2 separate regions of the Zea mays genome follow, and region 2 is linked to region 1. A link is a contact called in public Hi-C data. All regions are on one chromosome and are shown on one strand. Each heading gives the region's core, a stretch centred on a gene start, on an enhancer-like site or on the middle of the called end of the contact. The rest is flanking DNA. Distances are from core to core; before and after follow the strand shown. Region 1 holds the start of LOC100382453. Region 2 holds the start of LOC103650054 (auxin-responsive protein IAA4).

Region 1 (7,280 bases), core at 1,810-4,309:
TCTGAACAGTTATTAGCTCATTATTATTTGTGAAGAGATAGAGTTAAAGCAGAGCCACACAGATATCTTTGTGCATATGATCACTTAAGGTCTGGGAAAATAAGATATATTGACTCAAGAAAACTTCAGTGAAGCAACAAAAAAAAAAAACACCTGAAAACGGCATCGCTGCCAAGAAATGTTACTTGTAACAAGGTTCCATCTACATTTTACACAAAACTTTGGAGCATCTTAGCTCGCTAAGCTAGACATCCCGCCACCAAATCCATCTTGATTGATTGGACCTTTTTCAAGTGATAGATCTGCTTCGTGAATCATGAAACTCGTTAAGCTCTTCCATGATGAGTTGGTGCTGATATTCACACCTGCAGCTTGTTAGTCGAGACCTGAAAATCATCAGCCATGTTATCTATTAGGATAATAACGCTCTGCCAAGTTCCATGATTTGTGTCAAGTTTAGCTCGAGTCAGGTTACACACTGGCACTTGCTGACCGTTTTTATGTTTCAGCCTCATTTCTCCCTATAGTATTAGTCCTGTTGCCACCACCATCCAGAAACTGATTACTGGCGAAGATCTCTTCATCTATTTTTGTAGTATTTGTGGATCTCCGGTATTTGCTTTCTGTTGAGCTTCATTATTCAGACTCTGCTGCTGCTGAGTCGCTACGCCTTGCTGTTGCTCCTGCACCATGTTAGCCATGACGGCTGGGACTTGAGGTGCCAGGTTTGGCCTAACAGGAAGACCCGCCAACGATGGGAATGGCTGTACGCTAGACGCTGAGGGATGGATTGCTTGCCCAGGGAGTCCAAACACTGGCATCGTGTTTGTGCCAGGCATTCCAATTCCAAGACCTTGTGGTGGCGTGCCTGGGATCATCGGACAAGTATAGTGAGCACCAGGGATGGGCTGAAATGGAACTGCCGCTGTGCTGTTCATATCGAGGACACCCATCCCATAACCCAATCCCATGCCGAGATGATGGAAATGAGCAATTGAAGGAATTTGCAGCTGCATGGCTCGCGGCAGCAGCATGGGAGGAATGCACAGTCCACTTCCCATGGCCATCATCTGCGTGTCAGATAGCCACCATCTTGTCAGTGCATTTATGTTTGCATCTATCTGAAAGAACCGTGCTACATTTCCAATTAGGTGGTTTTAGTGTCACCTGAACTTGAAGCTGGAGGGTTTTGAGGTACTCGATCGCTTCATCCAGCATGGAGGCTTTGTCAATCTGCAAGAAAGGTGATGCATCTGTTGCTACCGATTTACCAAATGCCTAGGGATTCAAAAGTGTCGGATAAGTAAGGGGTTGTTTGGTTACTTTAGTACAGGGACTAAAGTTTAGTTAGGAGACTAAATTTTTAGTCTCTACACTGTTTAGTTTTAGTAACTAAAAGTATTTAAAACAACACTGTTTAGTTTTAGTAACTAAAAGTATTTAAAACAGATTAAATGAATCATAAGAGAACCAAAATACCTCGTAGCATTCGCCCGTCGTTAGTGCAACTGAAATAAAGGAAGGGCAAAAGGTAGAATTTATATGGTTTAGTTTTTTTAGTCACCTCTTAAGAGACTAGAACAATTTAGTCTCTGTTTAAGTCCTACCATTTGGTAATTTATGGACTAAATGTGACTAAAATAGAGGGACTAATCAGATCAAACGGGGCCTAATTAAAAGATGGTAGAAATGGATCGTCGTACCTTGTTGCAGTTGGGGATGAGCTCTTGCAGGGCGCGCATTTTCTCATTGATCCTGTCCCTTCTCCTCTGCAGGTACAGTCCGATCAGTTCAATGGTAGCTCGAGCTTCAGAGTCAGGAATGAGCCTGTACAGAGACCGATTGCATGCTTACCCTTTCGGACAAATTGTGCACCTCCGCGGTGCGGCTGCGCTTCGTACCTCTGCCGCCTGATCCTCGCATCCCACCGGACTCATCATCAAGATCCTGAACAAAACCATTTTTTACGAATTGTTAGCAGTAAGTACAAGGTGTGCGTAGCCACATACCACCGACTCCCTATCTCAGATCCTCTGCTTACATCGTCTTGACTTGCAGAACATTCGGCCTGACTCTTCCTCTTTTGTTCGCGCCAGGACTCGCCATTGCCGGAGCAGAGCGATGGAGTAGCGACTGCAACCTCACAAGCCTTTTTGGTCTCCATTTTCCCCTGGGGAGTCATGTTGTTGCCAGGTCTTCCCAGAGGCATATCCTGGTGCAGGTTACCAGCCGCCAGCGCTGGTGCGCATGAAAACCGCACCTCCTTGGATTGTGACCACGCCGTCCTCTGGTCCGTGAACACAGGGGCGATTCTTGGCCCACTAGCCGACTGTAGAACCGTCGACTCCACGCGGGTGCTCGTGGTGACATTGGACACCTTGTCAGTGCCTGTCTGCGGTGGCGGTGGCCTCTGTAGGCTTGCCCGGACCAAGGCTGCAGGCCTAGAGAAGAGGGAGAAGTTCATCAATCCCTCTCCACCGCTCTCCGGCCGAGGTTTCCTGGTGGCCGCGAACTCAGATTGTGGCTCGGGCCTGCTGCCTGGACCTGGTACTGGTATGCGCGGGGCTTCCTTCGAGGGTTCTGGTCCTCTGCTGGTGGTGGCAACCGGGGTGCTTCTGTTGTGCTGGACCGGTGGTGGCAGAGGGCTGAGGTTCGTCTCTGCCGCCGCCGCTGCTAACGCCGCTGCATGGAGCTCCGAGAAGAAATCTGGGCTGTAGCCCTCCGCGAGGGCAGGTGCGGGTGCGGCGCTGTCTTCCTCGACGATGGGGCAGTGGATCCAGGGCACGGTGTCGTCAAGGTCACCGTTGCCACGGGCGGCGTCTAGGCCGGACGAGAAGTCGGCGAAGAGGCCTCCCGTCTTGAACAGCGAGACCGGGTCGGTAGTACCCGGCTGGTTTTCTTGAGCTCTACTGCTGCTGGCCGCGCCGCAGGTGAAGGGCGGGAAGGCGGCCTGGGGATGCTGCTTCCTCCTCCCGTGCACCACCGCCTGGCCGTTCTCCCATAGCAGCTCGACGAAGTCGTTGCTGTCGGACCTGCACCAAGCGCACATGCACGCATAAGCTAGCGCTGTATCAAGGAAGCAAGAACCGGTCAAGAGATAAGCTCACATCTCGGCGCCGAGAGGACCTTGGGTAGATGAGCGAGAGGAGCTCTCGCGGCAAGCAGGAGCAGAGAACAGCAGCAGGACACGCTTGACGAGCAAGCGCTGGGAACCGACGTTGATCGGTGCAACACGCAACAGCAGATTGGCTAACGGCTTTGCCTCTGCTGCTGCTTGTTCAACCTTTAGGTATATATCTTGGCTACAGGAGGAAGGGCTGGGAGCTCTCACCCTCTCGGTCACGGTAGAGAAGGCAGCGAGCGGTGCACAGTTGTTGCCCTGGGGGACCTGGATGGAAATGGACAAGCAGATGAGACGTGCAAAATGTGCAACAGCGGCCTAGGCAGTGCTCTGTACCGGCCCGCCCCCCAAGCTTGTGCTTGCCACAGTGTGTTCCTTGTGCTCTTGTTGGATTTATATTCCCCTCCTAGTTAGGAGTCAGGTGATTTTTACAATGCGCGGATTCCACCTAGCAATAACCTCTGTTCCTACTTCTACACAAGTTAGTATTAATTAGGGCTTGACGAACCTGAAGATCCATAGTTAGTTAGTTAACCTGACATCTTTGTTTATCCTATTATATTTTTTGGCAAGGACCTGCCATGGCATCCTTTATTGTAGATTGAGTAGAATATTTACTACTAGCTTGTTTGTTTACTTACTTTTACTATCACTAGGGGTTTGTATGAAAGATCTTTCAGGATGCAGAATGAATTTATACAGTAGGCATAGGATGAAATCTACGCACTTCGTGCCTCCATCGTATCGCACTATTTCTTGCACGGAGAGATTTAAATGATTGGACGATCGGGGGGACGAGGGGACCGAATCCATCCATCAAATGAATGATGAGCTAGCAGCGGGGGAACACTGCTGCAGCTCGTGCTTCCCTGCTACACTTGACAGCTTGCGCATGCATCATGTACTCCGTGCTGATACCGAATCCATCCATGGGCATGCGACTTGGACGCCGGTGCAGTCCCAGCGACACATGGCAGGAACTCAGCTCCTGCAAAGCCAAAAGGGGGGGCATCTTGCTGCTGCAAAAGCAACAAAGCGGTAGAAAAGAAAGGGAACTACTGAACTAGTAGCAAGCTGAAGGAAGGGAGGCAATCAAAGCCGCTTTGGGCAGGGGATCCAGCCCAGACGTGTGAGCTGAGCGTACGTACGGGGGTTCGGTGGTGGTCGCAACCACCGAGGACGCTCCTCTGATAGAGAAAGGTGCGTCCGTGCGTGTGCGGCTACGAAAGCGCGCCCAAAACTCTGCTCCCTCGCGCCACACACGTACTCCTTCCTGTACGCCACACAGCCCACAGCTACCTAATCATTGGTCCTGCTCAAGCAAAGGGGGCAATAGTTCTTAAAGTATAATATAAGTTGATATAGACATGCTGTAAGTGATGACATTTCAGATTTATTTATGATGAGGTAGAAAAAAAGAAGAAGCGAAGAAAGAAAAAGCGGGCTACTCACTAATAGTAACCAGCTAAAAGTGAGATGCACACGGACTTCAAGGCAGGACTAAATATTAAATATACATTTTTTTTATTATGAGAGTGTTATTATATAATATAAGTAGTCTTTTAGCTGGCTACATGATATAGCAATATTATAAACCTTACTGTAACTTATATTATTATAACTAAACTTGCTCTTACGCGTGCATGGTTTGACATTTCCGCGGCTTAATTAATCTGCCGGCTGCTGCTACCTGACGACCAACGGTACGGTGCTAAATGGGACTTGTTTCATGGCGGTGCTGCAACTGCAATAGCAGGGGGGCGCACGGGGTGTCCATTCCTCGGCGATTCCGTTGGGAGATGGGCACGTGGAGTGTTCGGTTTCGCGCATTTAAAACATATATCGCATGTTGAGCTAGGGGGAGTATGGGCGCGTCTCTGTCGGCTTGCTAGCCTCTTTTTCTTCCCAACCTCTTTTTCTTCCCGATTTGGAGACGGACGGAAGCGGTGCATCAGAATTCGGGCACGCATGAGTCGCATGACTCATTGCGCATACTTTATACTATTGGTGAGCTACTCCTGCTCATATTTTTAACGGAGGCAGACGTGCAGGCAGTCCTGGATGCATCTGTTTAGTAGTAGGTAGCTGTAGCCATCAGAGAAGATTTTCACACGATACCACAAACTGTTTGTTCTCTGTCTTGGCTACTCATATACATACTCCCATGGAGAGAAAATATTGGCTAACTAGTCGACGCATATTGAGCCAACAAAGTACTATCTCCATTCTTAAATACATAATACATGACACCGTTGACTTTTTCTTTTAAAAAAATTGACCTCTTATCTAATCCAAAAAAATGAATTATAATTTATTTTGTTATGATTTATTTTATCACTTAAGGTTGTTTGCTCATGACTTGAAATTTTACATTTTTGAATAATATTTTAAATAAGACGAGTGATCAAAGTTTTCAAAAAAAAAGTCAATAATGTCATATATTTAAGAACGGAGGTATTTAGTCACACTCTTAAATTTTAGAGACTATAGTCTCTAGAATCTCTATTTGAGAGACATCCCTTAGTTATACTGTTTGGCAATTTAGAAAATAAAAGTGACTATCGAATACTCGTACTCTTTTATCTGCCTGTTCTTCGACTAAAAAGTGATTACCAAATTTTTTTTTTCTATTCTAATGCGACAATTCTCTGTATGCCATAGGAAATTATACTAATCCTTGCATGCCACGTAGCCCACATGTCATACACACAAAAATAACGCCTAAATGTCATTCATGGCAAACAAGAGATGAGTATAAAGTCCAATGGCATGTAGGGTTTTTTCTTTTCGGATCTGCAATACACTCTAGACACAACTGCAGGAAGATCTGTGGGATACACGTGGTCGAAGTTTTCTGCGATGACACATAATCATATTTGATACCCATAAAAATAAATTAAATATCAAAAGAATATATGATCTATATATCTAATATTGAACTGATAAGAACAAATATTATATTTTATTTTAGTCAAAAGGCCGAAAAAGGTATGAGTTGAAAATGAGTCCGACCCTCTTTTTTATAGCTCGCTCGATCATTCGTCCTCCTTCAGCTAGTGAAGTGTGGTACTCTGTGAGAGCGCTGCATTACGTGTGACTTCCTGTCATATTGGACTTTGGTGGTTTCTCAGGGCCCATATATGGTGTAACAATATATTGTGGCCATTGTTATGTGAGAAGTGGAGGATTAGAATAGACCTACGTGACACACAACACACCATGCATGCTTTAAAGGGGTGGAGATTGAGAAAAAAAAACTAGCAAAAAGGTATATGGTATATGTCTCTATTGGGTTGACGAATATTTTTTGAAATTAGTAACAAAGTATATGTTATATTTATGGTAAACTTAATTTAGGTATTTCAGCATAGTGTATGACGATCACATAATTGCTGGGACTGTTGTCCCTCAAAGAGATTAAAAGTTTCAGTCTTTTGTGAACGAAGAACGAATATGTTGCCTGTTAAAGTGGTTCACGTTTGACCAAATTTCGAATGAATAATATTCACATTTATGGTTTTAAATTATATTATATAAATATATTTATAACTTGTCTAATCTTTTTATTTGATGTCATAAATACTAAGAATATTTTATCTATATGGGAACACAAGGTTGGTATATGCTCTTGTGATTCAGGTTATGATGAGTGATTGTCAACAAGTGTAGCGTATTGGGTTCAATTGTATGGATTAAACAGTTGTGATGAGTGATTGTGCAACATATCTCTTGGTTTGGTTGCACAGGTGTGGAGTCTAGAGACGATGGTCGACGACGAGGGTGTAGGTCATATGCAGGTTTATGCTGATAGACCAAGAGTGGGGAAGGACGAATGTTGTGTCTTGACCGAGTGACTAGAGAAGCGAGGTGACCAGCCATGATAGCTAACACTTAGAGACACCAACATACATAAGGATATGACGGAGCAGACCGTGTCGTCGACATGGTTGTGGACCGGCAAGACACATGTTTAGGAGATGTGGGTCACGTGTGGAGTACACTACCCAGGGTGGTTTCAGTGGTTGAGCCTCAAAACCACCCAGTGTGATAGTTCACGGGTTTCGCCAGGTTTGGGCCTCAAATTCCAATGATATGGTGCTAGGGGGAATCAGAGACGGCACATGACATCATCACGAAAGATGTGTCAAGGCGAAGCAAC
Region 2 (7,280 bases), core at 2,314-4,813, 170 kb after region 1:
GCATATCTGTAATAGCAGCATTGCGCTACGGTTTGCTCGCTTCCAGAATGCCGCCGCCAGCTCAATTCAGAACCTTCCGTGTCACAAAAGGCACGAGCTGCCTGGTCATGGCCGGTCGGCCTGGGTGCATGCTGCTTTTATGTTTTGTCTACTGCCTCCTTCAACGATAGATACACCGCTTATCCCAACACACACACACACAAGAAAACACGATAGATAATGCAAACCCCTCAGGTAAAGCATAACAATAAAACTTATTGATAAACCAATAGCCATCATTAATTAACTGCATCATAGCGCAATCGCTTCGATGAGATCAGTTGCTTGTGGAGTAGACTTAAACTCGATCGGCACGTGGCAGGCACGAGGATACATGCATAGTACATGAGAATGAGATCAACCATGGCGGTTTCTCCGGTATATGTTGCATCAGTTTCAGTTAGAGGGGATGGTGTCCTTGACTGATCAGGATTCAGAAGTGTCTAGCTCAGCTGATCTGAAGGTGCACCACCGCCACATGATCAACGCTACGGAATTCAGGTCGTTACATACCCCTACTATGTTAGTCTATCCTCATCAGATCTCTTATCTCATCCCCAATCTCGTCCCTTATTTTAAACTTCTCTCTGCAAACAATATCATCTACAGTTCCGCATCCTCTATTTCCATGCTCCACTGGAGACAGGCTTAGCTAGTTTAACATAGAAAGAACCCTTACATCAGAATTAGTTTATGTACTTTTTTTGTCAACTTCGTCGGGGGCATCACATATGGTTGAAAAGACACTAAAAGACCTCTCCCTTATGCCAGAAGACAAGGATTATTATTGCATCCATACTTCATCAGTACGGTAGGGCACCTTTCCCATGCTTGCTTTGCTTCCCTTGCCTGGCCAACAGTGCACTACATATGCAATAACACACCGCTACACCACCAGTCCATCACACCGCCTAGTAGCTGCACTGGTACACTACTACTACACTGCGCTGCATACGCCTACCATCATTGTACCCTGGCTGGCTGCACCGCTGCAAGAGGAGGCAGAGGTTGCCTGGGACTTGCACCATGCCGGCGCGCGGACGAGGAAGAGAGCCAGCGAGACGAAGAGCGCCTTTTTTCTGCCGTGCGCCCGCGGCAGCCGGCAGGAGGGACAAGAGGGGAGGGAGGGAAAGCGCAGGCGAAGTGGTGTCGGCTGTGTCGCCTCCCTTCTCAGCAACGTTTGGACCGTCCTCTTTTTTTCTTTTTTGTTTTCCCACCCGACGCAGCGCAAACAGCCGCGTCGATCGACGAGCTGAATTGAATGCTCGGTTGGTTGGAAGGAATTCGGTGTGCGACCAACGCATTTTGCCGGCAATATAATCGCGTGGAACTAGCTAGTTTTTGCTGGGCATCAGAGATCATCGTCGTTCTCGAGGTTAAAAAAAAGCGTCTATTAGACGCATTAGTTCAAAAAAAAAAACAGTGCAATGCTTATGTACATTCCCTGTAAAATTCGAGGGAATTTGTCTTTTTTTTCGCGTTGTAGAAAAGTGGATTCCGGCAAATGTTCCACGTTGCAAATGTGTACAGTACGTGTAGCAGCCGGTTCGTTTCGAGAAGAAGAACACGTCCTCGCTCCCATTCTGCAGGAAGGACATCGTCATGCTTGTGAACGTACGTGTGGCAGGCTCACGAGAAAACAAAATCTGTAATGGCGAAGAATGTGCCCTAGGCCAATCATCAAATTAATCCCGCACCGCCAAAGCCGCCCTGATCCGTGCTCGGCGCGGTGACGTTGGGTAACCCACGCCACTAGCTGTTGGGTCACTCAATCGCCGTCGCCGTCGGCGTCTGATGAAACAGGCCGACTAGACGGACGGCAGTGGGGGGGAAGAAAAAAAGGTTGGCGCGTCACCGTCCACGTCCACGTCAACGTCCACCTCTACTGTCTGTCTCGGCAAATTGGATTCCGCGGAAAACGACCGCCCTCCCCGCTCGGGTGCTCAATCGATGGCGTGAAAGGCGACTTGTCTGACCGGTCGGGGGAAGCGTTAGTTCCCGATCCATCGCGATGACGCGCTCGTGCCGTGGAGATGAACCCATCAAGAGACACGACGCGCGCCCGGGACAAAGTGGCGTCGCAGCTCTGACAGCGTTCGCGACCGCGCTGCGGCACCGGCTGCCGGAGGATCCCCGATACGTGGCGGCGCGTGTTCCTGCGCGTCAAATCCTAGCGTCCTCTCCCGTATATGGGTAGCATGCTTCGGCTCAGCTCCGCTCCGCTCGTAACATACATAGAAAGGCTTGACATAAACACTACGCGTGTGTGCGAATAGTTCTGAGCGGTTTCTACTGTTTTTATAATATTTTCGTCTTTATAAATTGTAGTGCAACAGTTTAAACGGCTGTCTTTATTAATATGAAACGAAACAGTCCCGGCCGATGGTACAGACTACAGAGACAGAGGAGGCTGTCGCTTTCGGCGGGCGGGGCTATGTCCCCGGCTTGTAGCCCTGCGCCGTGGCAGGCCGGCCTCGCGCGGGCGCGTCAACACCGATCCGTGTTTGCGTTGCGCCCCCCGGCCGGGTGGATCAACAAGTCCCCGTCTTTATGACCAGCGCGCGTGCGCACGTAGACCCAGCTGCGCCGCACGTACATGGCAGGAAGCCAGCCAACCATACAGACAGAGCCGGCCGGTACGATCGGGTGGGTGGTTGCCTGGCTATCCATCGTACTACGTACTACGCATCTCCGGCTCGCTTGGTCTCCACTGCACGCCATGCCGGCCGGCGCGCGGCCCTCCGCAATAACTCGTGTGCCGGCCCGGGTTTGCATGCGTGTACAGCGACACGTATGTGTGCCCAGCGGAAGTCGGAACTGACCGCATCACGCATTGATTGATCATGACCGGCGGGGGCGGGGTTGTTGTTTGCACACTGCTGCTGGAGCGAGCGAGCGTGCGCACATGATTGCGTGCGTACGTGTCAGTGGACTGCGAGCGGCATCCATCGCGCAACATGAGGCAGGCAGGCAGGGGAGATTTTTGGCGGTGGTGGCCGCATCCCCGCGCGCTCGAGTGCACCCCGTACCAACCCAACACGTCCGCTGTCATGGGGAGGCCGGAGGGCGCACCATGATACCATTGTTTTCTCTTTAACTATTGTTCTCTTCCTTGATTATTATTATTATTATCGTTACAACAGATTAATCACCAGCTAATATAATCCCCAACATTGTGTCCCACATATATGCTCGCTGAGCGAGAAGCGTAGAGAGCACATCGCTCGTTCATATAAAAAAAATGGAATGGGCTCGTGTAAAACGAGAAGGAAAAAAAAGGAATCCTCTACATGCAATTTTTTCACTCTCTCACCTTAATCTGATCACAGCTAACCAAGTCGTGTCCAACTATCACGAACGAAAACGATGCATATAGTTTTTATACTCCAACGCATATATTATATATATACAAAAATAAAGAAGAAGGCACAATTATTCATATTCTTCGGCACACAACTCTCCCCCCTACTATACTATACGCCGGCCGATACGCGCATATGTTTAGCTCAACCCCTTTCTTTTATTTGGCTTTTGTCAGCCACTAAGCCCTCTCATCGCCACACCAGCTATATAAACACAGCTGCTCTCCTGCTCCCTTTCCCTTCCCCCCTTCCGTTCCGTTCCGATTTGACGAGTTGGTGGCTGCTATAGATTCACTCCACCCCTCTCCATTTCTGATAAGTATCCAGCTAGCTACCAGTGTATGCACCAGGCAGCAGCAGCATGGCGGAGTGCAAGGACGACGACAGCGGCCGGCGGTCTCCGTCGTCGTCCATGGACAGCAGCACCCACCCCCCGGCGCTCTCCACCGCGTCCTCGGCCTCCCGCCGCCCGCCGGAGAGGAGGGACCAGCTCAGCCCCGACCTGCAGCTAGGGCTCAGCCTGTCGCCGGCGTCCTCCGCCCTCCTGGTAGCGGAGACAAACAACAGCATCGTCCCTTCTACGCCAAGGTTAATTTCTATCTTCAACCACTACAACTCTCTTTTTTAATTTTCTCCCTTCTTATTAATAACTACTAGTTTCGTGCTAGATGATATCATCAAGTCTCGTACGTACATGCATATATATGCAAGAAACAAGCTAAAGGCTCCCCCCCCCCCCCCTTTTTTTTAATTTCTGTCGATATGAATTCTCTGCGCATCTGCATGTTGAACTACAGGTGTTATTTTCTGGTTCTTCTGTTTCTTCTTTGGATCTCTTTCCAGCCCCCATGGATCATATACGTGAGCCACCATGTTGAGCTCATCAGTTCAGTCTATTCCTTTTTCCCCCCTTATCGGATACTACTCGTGTCTCTCATGTATGAATCGAGAAGAGTGTTTTAAAAGAATCAGATTTTCACTGAGCCAGACACTGTAGTATTTTTAAGAGTATATATAATTTCAGCCCTCATTGATCACTGATATCTTCACAACAACTTTCGTATTTGTTCTGTCGTTATCATATCTCTAAAATATACAGCATCCCCGATTAACATCCCATTGGTTCCCCTGTGTGCAAGTCATCTAGCTACATTTATTAACATGACACTTTCAACACCAACGTACGGGTGATGGGCAGGAACCAAGCACTCCCGGATTGGCCCCCGATCAAACCGTTCCTTAGAAGCGCCCTGACTGCCTCGGCACGCCGACGGCGAACGCTGTTCGTCAAGGTGTACATGGAAGGCGTCCCGATCGGCCGGAAGCTGGACATGCTCTTGCTGGACGGGTACAGCAGCCTCCTAGCGAAACTTTGCCACATGTTCAAGGCATCTATCACTTGTAAGTATATATGCAACTAGCCAATAAGCTCATCATTACCACAGATTTTTTAATCAGAGGAAGCAAAAAAAAAAAAAAGATGGTAATCATTCCATGCCAACACTAGTTTTTCTTGGGATTCTAGCCACAACCACTAGACCACAAATTTGAATTATTCAAATTTTGGAGTTCTTGCCTCACACTTTATATATATTGGGTAGATAAACTCTCAGACACGTAAAAAAGTGTTGACAAGTAAAAAAAAATGAAAGGAGTATTGCAAATGCTTGCCGGTCGCTCTATAATAAATATGTGATATGATTAGATGCTGACGCTGTGGAGTACCATCAGCGGGTTCCTCACGAGAAGGCCGCGCATGTTCTCACCTATGAAGACCATGATGGAGACTGGATGATGGTTGGGGATGTACCGTGGGAGTAATGTTTCTTCTCCGCTCAAATGATTCACTCTTGCATTTCATTTACTGTTAGTTAATTAATAGTCTTGTCTCCCCGTCCATTTTTTCCGGCAGGCTCTTTCTCGGAAGCGTAAAGAAGCTGAGGATTGCGAGAACCGACAGGTGCTAGATAGCAAACTTTTTCATGCGGTGGATCGACTCTGTTTCTTCTTCTTTTTTTAATATATATTAGGTTCATTAGGAAAGATTTTGCTGAACAGAGTGGAGTCGTGATGCTGAGGCTATACTAACCGTGTACAGTGTACTGAAGAAACGCCAGCCTTGCTACCATCCCTGCAAAATTAAATTTTGGTATTTTATGTTTCCTTTCCTGTTTCTTTGACTGCCTTGTAAATACCATGGTTATTTGTTAAAGAACAAGCAATTTGCATGGAAAATATTATAGTTCCAAGGTACACATCTTCGTGCAAGTCAGGAGTATACGCAGACCTTTTTCTTGTTTATTTAGTACCTCCGTTTAAATTTATAATTCGTTTGACTTTTTTACCTCAAGTTTAACTACCTTATCTTATTCACAAAATTTTATAATTATTTTATTTTTCTGTGATATTATTTAGCATATAATATACTTTAAGTATAATTTTGAAATTTTTATTTTTTTCTGAAAAATGAATAAGACGAGCTTGTCAAACTTGATAAAAAAATCAAACAAATTATAATATTTGAGATAGAGGGAGTACTACGGTTATAAAAAACGCTAACATGGTGTTAAAGGCATGTTTGGCAGGACTTTGTCTCCTCTAAAAGTAGCTCGGCTTCAGCTCCTTCACAGGAGCCACTGTTTTGTTTGCAAAATGTTTGGCAAAATGACTCTTTCGATACGTTTATATTTATGAGTCAAATGTCTACGGTATCTTTGGTTAGACATTTACATGAATATCTTATGGGTGTGTTGTGCGAAGCGTCTTTGTCGCCTGCGCGTTGCCTGCACTCGTGTTGTTCACATCGCCTCCACGTGTCGCCAACTTTGCTGCCTCCATGCGCCACCTACGCCCGTGCGCCCGGACAAGCCATGGAACACGTCGCCAAGACGCTTGGAGCCACCTGTTGATGCCGATCTAGGCAGCGCCAATCATTAGGGGTGTACCGCCTGGCGGTGCTCTCTGTGGCGACGTGGACGGTCCACAACTCTGGGCCGAACGATCCACGACCTAGACGTAGGAGCGACGCCTTCCCTGTGTCACATCGGATCGTGCGCGCACAGGGCCGGACGGTCCGCGATGGCGCAAGGTTGTCTTCCTCCTCCTCGTTGGAACCTAGATCTCGCCCCCTGGCGGAAGAGATCTTAGGGCGTCTTGGGTGGATAGGTCACCCTGGGCGTCCCTAGACGACGTGGAGTCACCTAGGAATTAAGAGATCAATTCGAGGAAGAGGCCTTGGGTGTGCAACTAGATCTTGCCCCTGGGAGGGGTAAGATCCTAGGGTCGCCTTGGGGTCGACAGGCCACCCAAGACGGATGTAGACGACGTAGAGTCGAATAGGGGTGGAGATAGATATGTGGAAAGCTATAACTAGAACTACGCTACATCTACTCCTACGATAGAAATGATAAAGAAAGTAATTGGTTCCATTGGAATGTGTCCGGGGGTTCTCAATCGGCCGTACCCCTTTATATTTATAGGGAGGAGGTATAGACTTGTTCCTTAGCGATAGCCAACAACTCCCACGTGATTAAATGGATAACCACGCACGAGATAAGGATAATCACCCGAGTTAATCTAATCGCAGGGGCGCAGACTGTCTGGGCCCAAGGTTAGACTGTCTGCCACTTTTGGTGCTCAACATATGCCCCTTTCTTTTGTTGGAGCTTAGCGAACCAAAAGCACCAGCACACTTTGGAAACAATAGATATCATGAGTTATTTTGTTCCCGAAGTAAGGACTCAGCTCGATGCAAGTCATCGGCTCTTATGATCAGATAATATAACTATTTGATGTAGAGAGGTTGTTTTGGATTGCATCTTCTTCATCTATGTCTACATGATCAACATGCCAATATGCAAAACTTGTGGTGCCCCCCAA

Evidence for each region. A called contact is a pair of places that touch in the nucleus more often than the background predicts.
Region 2: a contact with region 1 is called in a Hi-C map of bundle sheath, with 4 times the contacts expected there. The contact joins the promoter of LOC103650054 here to the promoter of LOC100382453 in region 1. A contact is called at or near these places in 4 of 25 Hi-C or Micro-C datasets (bundle sheath, ear and leaf).

The regions. Positions count from the first base shown.
Region 1 is chr3:49,235,488-49,242,767 of Zm-B73-REFERENCE-NAM-5.0, forward strand. LOC100382453 reads right to left here and starts at 3,060. Exons shown (of 3, transcript NM_001175194.1): 1 at 2,042-3,060; 2 at 1,855-1,947; 3 at 87-1,769. The coding sequence starts at 3,049. The coding sequence ends at 1,674.
Region 2 is chr3:49,408,769-49,416,048 of Zm-B73-REFERENCE-NAM-5.0, forward strand. LOC103650054 (auxin-responsive protein IAA4) reads left to right here and starts at 3,564. Exons shown (of 4, transcript XM_008675721.4): 1 at 3,564-3,989; 2 at 4,600-4,802; 3 at 5,107-5,218; 4 at 5,314-5,656. The coding sequence starts at 3,763. The coding sequence ends at 5,368.